Linked DNA regions of Gossypium hirsutum: region 2 is linked to region 1. A link is a contact called in public Hi-C data. All regions are on one chromosome and are shown on one strand. Each heading gives the region's core, a stretch centred on a gene start, on an enhancer-like site or on the middle of the called end of the contact. The rest is flanking DNA. Distances are from core to core; before and after follow the strand shown. Region 1 holds the start of LOC107948230 (serine/threonine-protein phosphatase PP2A-4 catalytic subunit). Region 2 holds the start of LOC107948232 (carbon catabolite repressor protein 4 homolog 1).

Evidence for each region. Hi-C and Micro-C count contacts between places; a contact is called where the count stands out from the background.
Region 2: a Hi-C map of leaf shows a contact between it and region 1, with 2.7 times the contacts expected there. The contact joins the promoter of LOC107948232 here to the promoter of LOC107948230 in region 1. A contact is called at or near these places in 3 of 34 Hi-C or Micro-C datasets (callus and leaf).

Annotation. Positions count from the first base shown.
Region 1 is chrA04:21,050,789-21,055,737 of Gossypium_hirsutum_v2.1, reverse strand. It overlaps LOC107948230 (serine/threonine-protein phosphatase PP2A-4 catalytic subunit), which reads left to right and starts at 2,033. Exons shown (of 11, transcript XM_016882705.2): 1 at 2,033-2,554; 2 at 3,018-3,074; 3 at 3,203-3,286; 4 at 3,707-3,778; 5 at 4,444-4,515; 6 at 4,705-4,745. The coding sequence starts at 2,462.
Region 2 is chrA04:21,485,327-21,490,645 of Gossypium_hirsutum_v2.1, reverse strand. LOC107948232 (carbon catabolite repressor protein 4 homolog 1) reads right to left here and starts at 1,891. Exons shown (of 12, transcript XM_016882708.2): 1 at 1,258-1,891. The coding sequence starts at 1,415.

The sequences.
Region 1 (4,949 bases), core at 784-3,283:
AATGTGAATTGAGTTATATGATAAGATCGAAAAATTGGTTATCCTATTAACTGTTCGAGCAGAGTCGTATATAGTTGGCGTGCCATAAGATAGATTGAGTACAGGTAATTGCGACTATATGTCGATGAGCGCTAGGCACATTTTCCTTCAGACATTCCGATGAGCGTTAGGCAAAACTTTTACGTCGATTATACCGATGAGCGTTAGGAACAATCAATTTACTTCAGGTGTTCCGATGAGTCACTGGGTGCCAAATTGGTGTATTGGTTGGGATCTATGTATCCATTCGAGCCTGAGTCTGAGTCATGTTAATAATGGATATAAATTACTCAATTGGTTTAATGATGCTCAAAATGAACTAATGTTATGAAATTGTACTACAGGTACATATATGAAATATATGATTATTGATAGTATGTGAAAGACTATGTAAATCAGTTAAACAAGCCTGGGGACCAATATGGAAAAATAACGATTGAATTGACTCGATTCAGAAATGAAATGCGATATTAATTGATATGTTAAATTGGATAGAATTGTGAACTTTAATGATATTGGTATGATATAGTCAACTAGTTTAATAATTGAGGTAATATATATAGTTGGTTCATATGACATAATTGGGGTATCTTGTGGCATATACATGTTGTTTTATGGATTGAGGATTAGCATGATTTTCATATGAATTTTTTGATAATGGTATTTTAATTGGATGTATGCAATTGGTATAAACTTGTATTGCTTTGTCTTGAATCATGGAAATACCACTGAGCTTTATCGCTCAGTGTATAATTTGTTTTCCGCATACAAGTGTAGGTACATCCCGAGGTCCCGAAAAGTGATTTTAGCATCCAGCCAGAAATCCCTGACTCATCAATGTTTGTAAAATATCTTTTGTTCGTTATATGTCATATACCTATCCTGAGTCGGTTTGTGTATTATATGATCAAGTCACATTAGGAGTTAGAATGATGAATTAGAAATGGTTAAATGGTTGGATTGTACTGATGAACTAGGCAAATAAATGCTTTGTATGAGAAGATGAAATACTTGTGTTCATACTCAATTGTATATGTCCATTTGGTAATGTTTTGAAGTTCATGATTATCAAATATGAACTTGAATGATTATAAATTACAAATGATCATGTTAATGATGAAACATGTTGGAAATGTATGTTTCAAATGACATTTTGGTTGAAATGAAAATTAGTATTGATGGAAATGAATGATTAGGTGAAACAGGTTGGTGCCATTTTGGCCATTTTTTAAAGTAGACGGTCACGTCGTGATGTAGAGCATTTATTATCACGATGAGATCAAGTCAGTATGTTTCGTCGCGAAGAGGTACCCCGAAGTTGCAACATCAACCTGAAATTTTGAAAATAGTACAATTTGATTCTATTCGATATCGGGTTAACAATAAAGCTTTCAAAAGCTCGTATAAGATTCAAAAATGATTACGTATTGTATTATACATATGTTTTACTTATATTTGAATCTTTAATTATTTTAAATCAAATATCATTTTATCGTAGTTACTCCGGTAACGAATGTGGCACCTTGTAACTTGGACCCGATGATTGGGTCAAGTATCGAGGTGTTACAATCACAAAATATATACAAATACTCAAAGAAAACTCATATAAACATGTTTAAAATGGAAAACACTAAGGGACTTGTGAGGAGAAGCATAAAATTCATTAATGTGCCAAGATACCAAGAGATAAAAAAATATGGCATATTAGAAATTTTGGTAAAGTCCTAGAAATTTTTGAGTAACTTTAGAAATTTCAATAATTTATTAGAAATTTTGGTAACGACTTAGAAGTTTTTGTAAATCCTTAAAAATTTTGGAATTTCCTTGTAAATTTTGGTAACCAAAATTTGAATATATACAAAATTAATTTCCAACCCTAAATAATTTTAATTACAGAGTAAATTTATTATTATATATTATTTTTCATGTCATCTTATTTTAATGCATTAAGAAAATATATTTAAATATGTGATATAAACCAAATTCCATTACCAATCTGGATAAAATAAGAACTTAGATACTAATTTGAAAATTGGAACAAAATTTAGATACTAAAAATATAATATCCCTTTATACTTTTCTTTTCCCGTTAGCATTTGAAGGGAGCTTAAGAAAATCTCATTCTGAGGAGCGCTCCCCGGAACGTGTGGTGAAGTGGCTTTATAACAGTTTAGTAGTGTGACGTGGCTTTATAACACTCACACTGTTCACGCTCCACTCTCTGTGTCAGTTCACGCGCCCTTACATTTCATTTCGTCTTCGTGATAGAAGCAAGAGAGCCAGGAAAAGAGTGAAAAGGAGATAAAAAAAGAAAGTTAAAACAAAAAGAAAAAAGAAAATTCTCAATCCAAAATAGGGTTAGGGTTATCCCTGATCCGGATAACGATTTCCACGCTCGAGTCTTCCAACTGAAAAATTAAACATGGGCGCCAATTCGTCACCAACAGACTTGACCACCGATCTCGATGAGCAGATCTCGCAGCTCATGCAGTGTAAGCCACTTTCGGAGCAGCAGGTACCTTAAATTTTTCTCTATCTGTTTGTTTCCAAGAAAGTGCCAAAATTTACCAGGAATTAATCCAATAATATATTTTTTAAAATTTGTGAATAATCGAGTAGGCTCTGATTTGTGAATAGTGTTTATTGCAATATTTATAGCTAATTCTCTCTTTTTTTTTCTGTTTAAATTTCAATTCAGAGTTATGAACAAAAACTGCAGCTTCTTTTTCTTCTTCTTTAAAGCAGGGAAAGAAAATGATTTATTTTTATTTGATATAGGTAATTTCAACATAACTCGGGGTATTTGCTCGGAATAAGTGTTGTGGGTTTAAATTTTAAACTTGTTGCTCCTGGAGTTTTCTTCGTTTCATCTTATTTGTGTTGTTTTAATTTGGGTCAATGGAAGCTTGTCTTTGTCTGTCTTGTGTTGTGGAATATAACTTTTAATAACTATTTTTTTCTCATAATGTATTGTTTAGGTCAGAGCATTATGTGATAAGGCAAAGGAAATACTGATGAAAGAAAGCAATGTCCAGGTTTATTATCTTAGTCTGGCTTGTGTTTCAGGCATCTATGTCTATATTTGTTTATTTATTGGCGTATTTTGGAGATGTTGAGATTGCTCCTCCGTAAACTGGGAAAGCATTGATTTTTGTTTTAACAGCCTGTGAGAAGCCCGGTGACAATTTGTGGTGACATCCATGGGCAGTTTCATGATCTTGCAGAACTTTTTCGAATTGGAGGGAAGGTACTTGTTCTGACTTTGACTGTTGATTTTTGTATTCAGTTCTGTTTCAGCGGGGAATGTGTAAAATAATTAGTTGAGACCTCAATGTTTTGAAGTTGGAGCTCTCCAGAGGTATCTTGATTGATCATATTTGTAATGCGAATATTTTTAATTTATGCTCTTTTGCATGCATTGACATGTGAACTTTTTGTCTCCACTGTCCAGCACTTTCATGCATAAGTGTTCTGTTTTAATAAAATTTGTCTACTTAATCTTTTACCTGTTTTTGCCATTAGATTGTGCTTTACCAGTGTCATTCATGCATTTGTAGGACGCTTTTCAACTAGTTATATGCTTTTCCCCTGTCTGTTACACAATTTTGCTTCATGATTGGTCTTTCCTTTGAGCGAATCCCTTAATGTGTTTTATCCTACTTGGCAGTGCCCTGATACAAACTATTTGTTTATGGGAGATTATGTGGATCGTGGATACTATTCTGTTGAAACCGTTACGGTATGTACATCTTAAATTATGAATTTCCTTTTTCAGCCCTTGTCATGAAATTTTGTGTTCTGCTTCTGCTAAAGTAGAGGCAGAAATAACATATTTAGATAACAATTTTAAGGGTTCTAAGTGCTAGTTGTGTGAATGGAATTTGACCACATCCTGCTATCAGGACCAGGAAAAACACCTGCCTTGGTTTAAACTCAAAAGCCTTCAACACTAAGAATTTGAAATGCCTTTACCTTTTTGAAGATTTCAGTTGTTGTTGGGCCAATAATTCTGGGTAAAGAGAGGGTGGGATCATTAGATCTTTGTTCGGATAGGAGTTTTGGATCTATAGTTACTGCACTATCTCCTATCACTTTAGGTCTCTATCTTGAAGGACTTTTAAATTCGATGTAGTACAGGAGGAATATGATGCGGAGCTTCTTTTTTAGCAGTTTATCATTGCTTTCCACTTCAATGATAGTATACTTCATGCTAGATATTTCTCAAAACACCGGAGTTAAATGATGTTGCGTACTGTTACTTTTTCTGTTCATAAAGATGAATATTATATCACACTCACAGACAATTTTGCATTTGCTAGCATAAACTTTGTAAGTAGAGATCAATAGCAAACTTAAGTCTTTCAAATTTTCTATTTAGATGATACTGATTTTTTCTTCTTTCAGCTGTTGGTGGCTTTAAAAGTTCGTTATCCACAGCGGATTACCATTCTCAGAGGAAATCATGAAAGCCGCCAGGTATGAAATTTACCTTTTCTTCGAGGCCTTCATTCCTTGTCCAAACAAGTGCACATGTGCAAAAGTTTGGCTTTTTATGGTGTTATATTTTTGCAATTTGCACATCTGAGTCTTAGCAAAGAGTTTGATATGAACTCGACTATCATAGGAAATTTTAAGCTAATTCTTGAGCCTTTCCTTTTTGGGCAGATCACTCAAGTTTATGGGTTTTATGATGAATGTCTTCGGAAGTAAGTTCAATACACAACATCATTTAAAGGGCTGTAGTATTATGAGCCATCAGTGTACTAGCTTTACTAAATGTCTTCTTATTCTTTATCATTTTTCTTTTCAATGATATCTTCAAATTACTCTTTTTTCCAGTTAAGGAAAAAAAGTAGTATTGTATTTGCTTTACGTGGTATGATATACTAGATTTAAGTATCTGGAGGTAA
Region 2 (5,319 bases), core at 642-3,141, 440 kb before region 1:
ACCATACAAGGACTGAACAATCAATAAACTCAACTTCATATTTTACTAAACATCTTTATTATATTACTACATGTAACTGAAACCGAAACTGAAACCATAACCAATGTTTAAAGTTCTAGGATCTTTTGTGATGAAACATAAGGCAACCATTATAAATTTCAAGTTTCTATTACCTTTTCAGGAGTTTCTGGTAATTCTTGAAATAAAACTAGACTTACTTGTTCAACCCCAAGTTACTTTAAATAGCAGAAGCTTGATAATTACCAGTAGCACATTAAATGCCTTAGGAGTACCTTTCTGGTAACTCTTTCTTCCTATGATCAAATATTAAGTGTAGTTACTCTCAGTCTATGTTGAAACGTTCTTACGAGCTTTCATAGGAGTAGTGGTGCCAGGTGGCCACAAGAATGAAAACAAAGGAAACAAATTATTGCCTTCTATGGAAGATTCTAGCTCATTGAACCTAGTTTTGTCTATGACGCATAAAGAGACAAAGAGCTCAATTGCAACAATCTTGACTCAAGCAGCGAAAACTAAATCCAAGTAAAACCAAACAAAATGGCATGAAACTCAATGCCAGAATCAGACTCAAGAAACTACTTCTTGATACTTCAAGAATTTAAAAAATAAACACATCACTAAACAAACAAGATAATCCAGAACACGGAGTAACAAAAACAGATTGCAATCCAGTAAAAAGCAACCACACTATCTCCAAATGCACAGGTAGAAAAACTCAACTTATAGACCTCAATTCCACGCATCCCTTACGGAAAAACTCGACAATGTCACATATACTGTATTTACTAAAAACAGTCATATATATCAAACCCAAAAACCAAACTCAAACCCCCATTGATCAAAATGAGAACTACACAAAGGCCAAAACACCAAAAAGTAAAAAAAGAAAAAGGAATGAAACATAGAATCTAAGAAATTGTCTTATAATGCAAACACTTGCCACCTACAAAAAGCAGTTCACACATTTAGTAAAAAGCAATCAAATAATAACACACCCAAAAGAACTAGCTCAAAATCCAATTGGCCAACATGACAACTAACCAAAATACATAAACCAAGAAATAAATAAATAAATAAATAAATAAATAATAAAGAGTTTAATTGTTAATTAGACATAAAAAATTTCATACCACTTGAAAAGTTAAATGAAATTAGCCTAGCCATTGGCATAACCCCCGCAACCAACCAATAAAAAACCTAAAAGATAGATTCTTCAACGGATTTAAAAACACTTACCACTTATACCTCAAGAAGTGGCCATCAAGAGGGGCCGACTCAGGCACATCATCGGTTGTAACGGTCTTGTCAGGTCGGCGTAAGAGCACGTAAGGCGTGAGCTCGCAGCCAACAATTGGTATATCAGAAGGGAGGTGCACACGTAGCACGCTCAGCATGCTTTAACTTCTCGGGCTTCCTTGGTCGGTCACAGTTCGCAACGGTCACCACTTGGTAAACCTATCAAATCCAATCCTACACTAGCAAGAGCAGCAGAGCAAGAAATGACCTCGAAATGATGCGCAATCTCATCGAGGCGGAATCCAGGCGGATCCGCCATTTACTTGACCCGAAAACCCGCCAGCCTTGACAATCGTCCTCCTTTTCTTTTTCTTTCTTTTTTTCCGATTAAACAAACCCTAGAAGACTTGTTGATTAATCCCAAATACAAACATGCAAGAACCAAGAACAGATCTTGTAACGGTATTTAGGGTTTTGAAATAGAGAATGATTGAAGGAATGAATCGAAGAAGAGATATAGAGAAAGAAAGGGGGGAAATGAGGGGAACGAATGATAGTTAGGGTTTTACAGAGGACGTGAAAAAGGAAAGTCTTTATTTATGATATCTGTATATTATTTATAGAGAGAAATAATTTTTTTCAAGGATAAAAATTAATACATTTGTAATCTTTCCAGCGATATATCCATATAAAATTGACGTAATTTTAACTTTAATATTTATTCTTAAAAAAATTAAAATTAAGGCAACACATGTCTATTCATCTAAAGGAAAGTTTAGGTGAAAAAGTCCATAAATTGATTGTGCTAAGTAAATCCAATCGATTTAATTAATTTATATGGTAGGATAATCGGTTTAAGTTTTTTGTGTGGTGTACTTTTGGTATTCAATTTTCAAATTAATTTAAATTTAAATAAAAAATTTAATTCAAAAACTACTCTTTAGTCTAGACTTGTCCAAAGGTCCTATAAATCTCACTCGACTAGGATTAAGTTTAAATAAATATTTTCACACCTTGGGTCCACTTGCCCTGAGTTCAATTTCAACAATGAAAAATATTTTTAAATTTAAATTTAATTATAAAAATATATAAAATATCAATTAAAATATAATTTTTATCATTTTATTATTTTTTAAATGGTAAAATGGGCTTTTTGAGTAGACCAAGCTTGGCCGAAAACGAGTCTGGACTTGAAAAGTTTTTTGGAATCGGGTCTCTACCTAACCCATGGATACCTCTACCGTAACCCTACCCCAATAAGGGATGGCAACGGTGTGAGGCAAGATGAATTATCTCAACCCCAACCCGAAGTTTGACCAATTTGCCCCGACCCAATCCCAAGTCTTAAGAAAAAACTCACCCTAAGCCCAAACTCAAAATTTAATAAAATGCCTAACTGCATCTCGATCCGACCTGAAATTAATTTAATTATTTTATTTTTTATTTAGAAGCATATAAGAATAATTTTTTAATTTAGACTTAAATATTAATATATTTTTTTATATATGTATTTTATTGAAAGAAAATATTTAATATATGTATATATTAGGGGCAATTTTTTGAAAATATCCCAGGGCAAGGCAAAGCGGATTTACCTCTCTTGACAGACTATTTTTATAGTTTCACCCGTCTGAATCCTATTTCTCAAAAAAAAAAATCCGACCCTCATGGATCGGGTTGGGCCGAAACCTATCAAATTCAAATTTTTTTGCCATCTTTAATCACTGCCCTTAAATAGGAATATAAGTGCGCTTCAATATGCTTAAACCCATTTTCTCTTGTACCGGCAACAATGACGATGCCAACCGAGTTCAAACTCAATCAACAAAAATAATTTAATTAAATTCAACTAATTTTAAAAGAATTCGATTGGTGATTAAATCAACTGCATTATCAATTTTCAATTCACCCAATTTAACTAGTTAAACCATCTATTCAATAAAGGATAAATCCCAAAAATATACATAAACTATGGTTTAATGTACAATTGTATACATGAACTTTAATTTTGTGCAATTTTATACATAAATTTTTGATTTGATCCAATTCTTGTAAATTATTAATACAATTATTGATATAACATCATTTTATGTTTATATATTGCATGCATAAATAATTATATTTATCTAATTTAAAAATAAATTGATGTATCTATTTTTTTAAATATGTATAATTAAATCAAAATTAAAGTTTCAAGTATACATTTGAACCACAATTAGAGTTTTACGTGTATAATTACATGACCCGCAAATTAAAATTCACCTATATGATTACACATTAAATCAAAGTTTATATATAATTTTGAGACTTATTTCATTCAATAATTACAAAATAAAAGGTTTCAAAAAAATATAAAAATATATAAATAAAAAAATCCCAATAATAATAACGTGACCGGCAAATAAAATTTATTTTCTCTTGTCCATTTATTTTGCTGATTTGAAGAAGATGTTGAACCAAATTTCATCTGAATGATAAATCATTGATTGATTGATAAAAACTACTACAATTTACCGAATCATATTATATGAAATTTTATCAATAAACTTTTAATTAATTATTAGGTAAAAATTAATAAACTAGTCATTGTAGGTTAGATCAAATAGTAAATTAGATTTTCTATTAAAAATTTCTATCAATTTCTATTGTTAGAAATGATATAGCTAACAAATTAATCAAACAACGACATTATACCTCATATTGATGTAGCATTGTTGTCATATTATCCAATATTTAAAAAATAAAAATTCCTAAAAGTTAAATAAATTTTTAATTATTATTTTAAAAAATACATACATGTTTATTCATTGAACGTGGTTTTTTAAATAATTATAAAATTATAAAAAAATTAAAAATATAATTCTTAATATTTTTAAAATTATTTTTAAAATTATTTAACAATATGGACAGATGGTTATTCTAAGTTAATTTTAGCCCAAATAATTATTGTCCAAGTTCATCATAGACATTGCTTTTATTATTTTTATTTTTATGAATTTTTAATAATTTAAATACTTTTATAAGTTCTTATAATTCTTTATATTTTTTAAATATTTTTATATTTTTTATAATTATTTGAAAAATCATGTATTGAATTGTAATTTCTCAAAAATTTCAATTTGACACAGTAATATTCTTGCAGCAGATACAAATAATTGGTGAGAAAATTTGAAAATGAGTCATATAAAGGAATCATATGAAAGCAAATTTGATAATTGGGTAGAAAATTATGAAAACAATTTTTTGAATTTTGAAAAGTTTAAAGATTAAAATATAAATATAATCAAAATGAGAAAAGAGAATTACTATTGATGAATTAAAATAAGTATAAATTGGAATTAGTATGAGTTTAGTGAAAAATAACTTTTGAGACTAAATTGGAAAGATAAAAAAATATATAGATTAAATTGTAAATTATAAAGAGAAAAATATGTAATTTTCACCCTACATTGATTTATATTAAAGATTATAAGTGATATTAGATTTGGTTTCGATAATTACCTATTATTGTGATGAAATTATACAAAGAATCAAAAGTAACAAAATGATAAGTTTATCATAAAAGGATATTTTATGGTAGAAATATTATGAAATTCATTTGTATCATATGGGCCATGAGTTACAACAGGAGCCACAATTTATGAAATATCAGGTTTAAAAGTTGGACTTGGGCTTTTAGCCCACTTGAATTTTTTTTTAATTGAACTCAATTTCAGCTAAGGAGTAGCCAACCATGCCTTTCATGTGAGCTTTCTCTTCCTTACTTTCTCCTTCATTTTTTTTATCAAAAATATCTTCACCCATTTTTAGATTTTGTTGTAGTCACTTATAAAATTACCTTCTAACCACATTTTCATCATCAATCATATAATTTTTAGTCTAGGTTTTTATGAGTTTTTGAGCGAGAAAATAGAAGACATTGAGAAAGAACTTCAATAATATAAATAATGGTGTTTTTCATATTACTTAACATATATTTGGGTTTGATTTTTATGAGAAAGCTTGGAAATATTATATGCTAATTTTTGTTATATTTTTTAATATGAGAAAATGACGATTTGA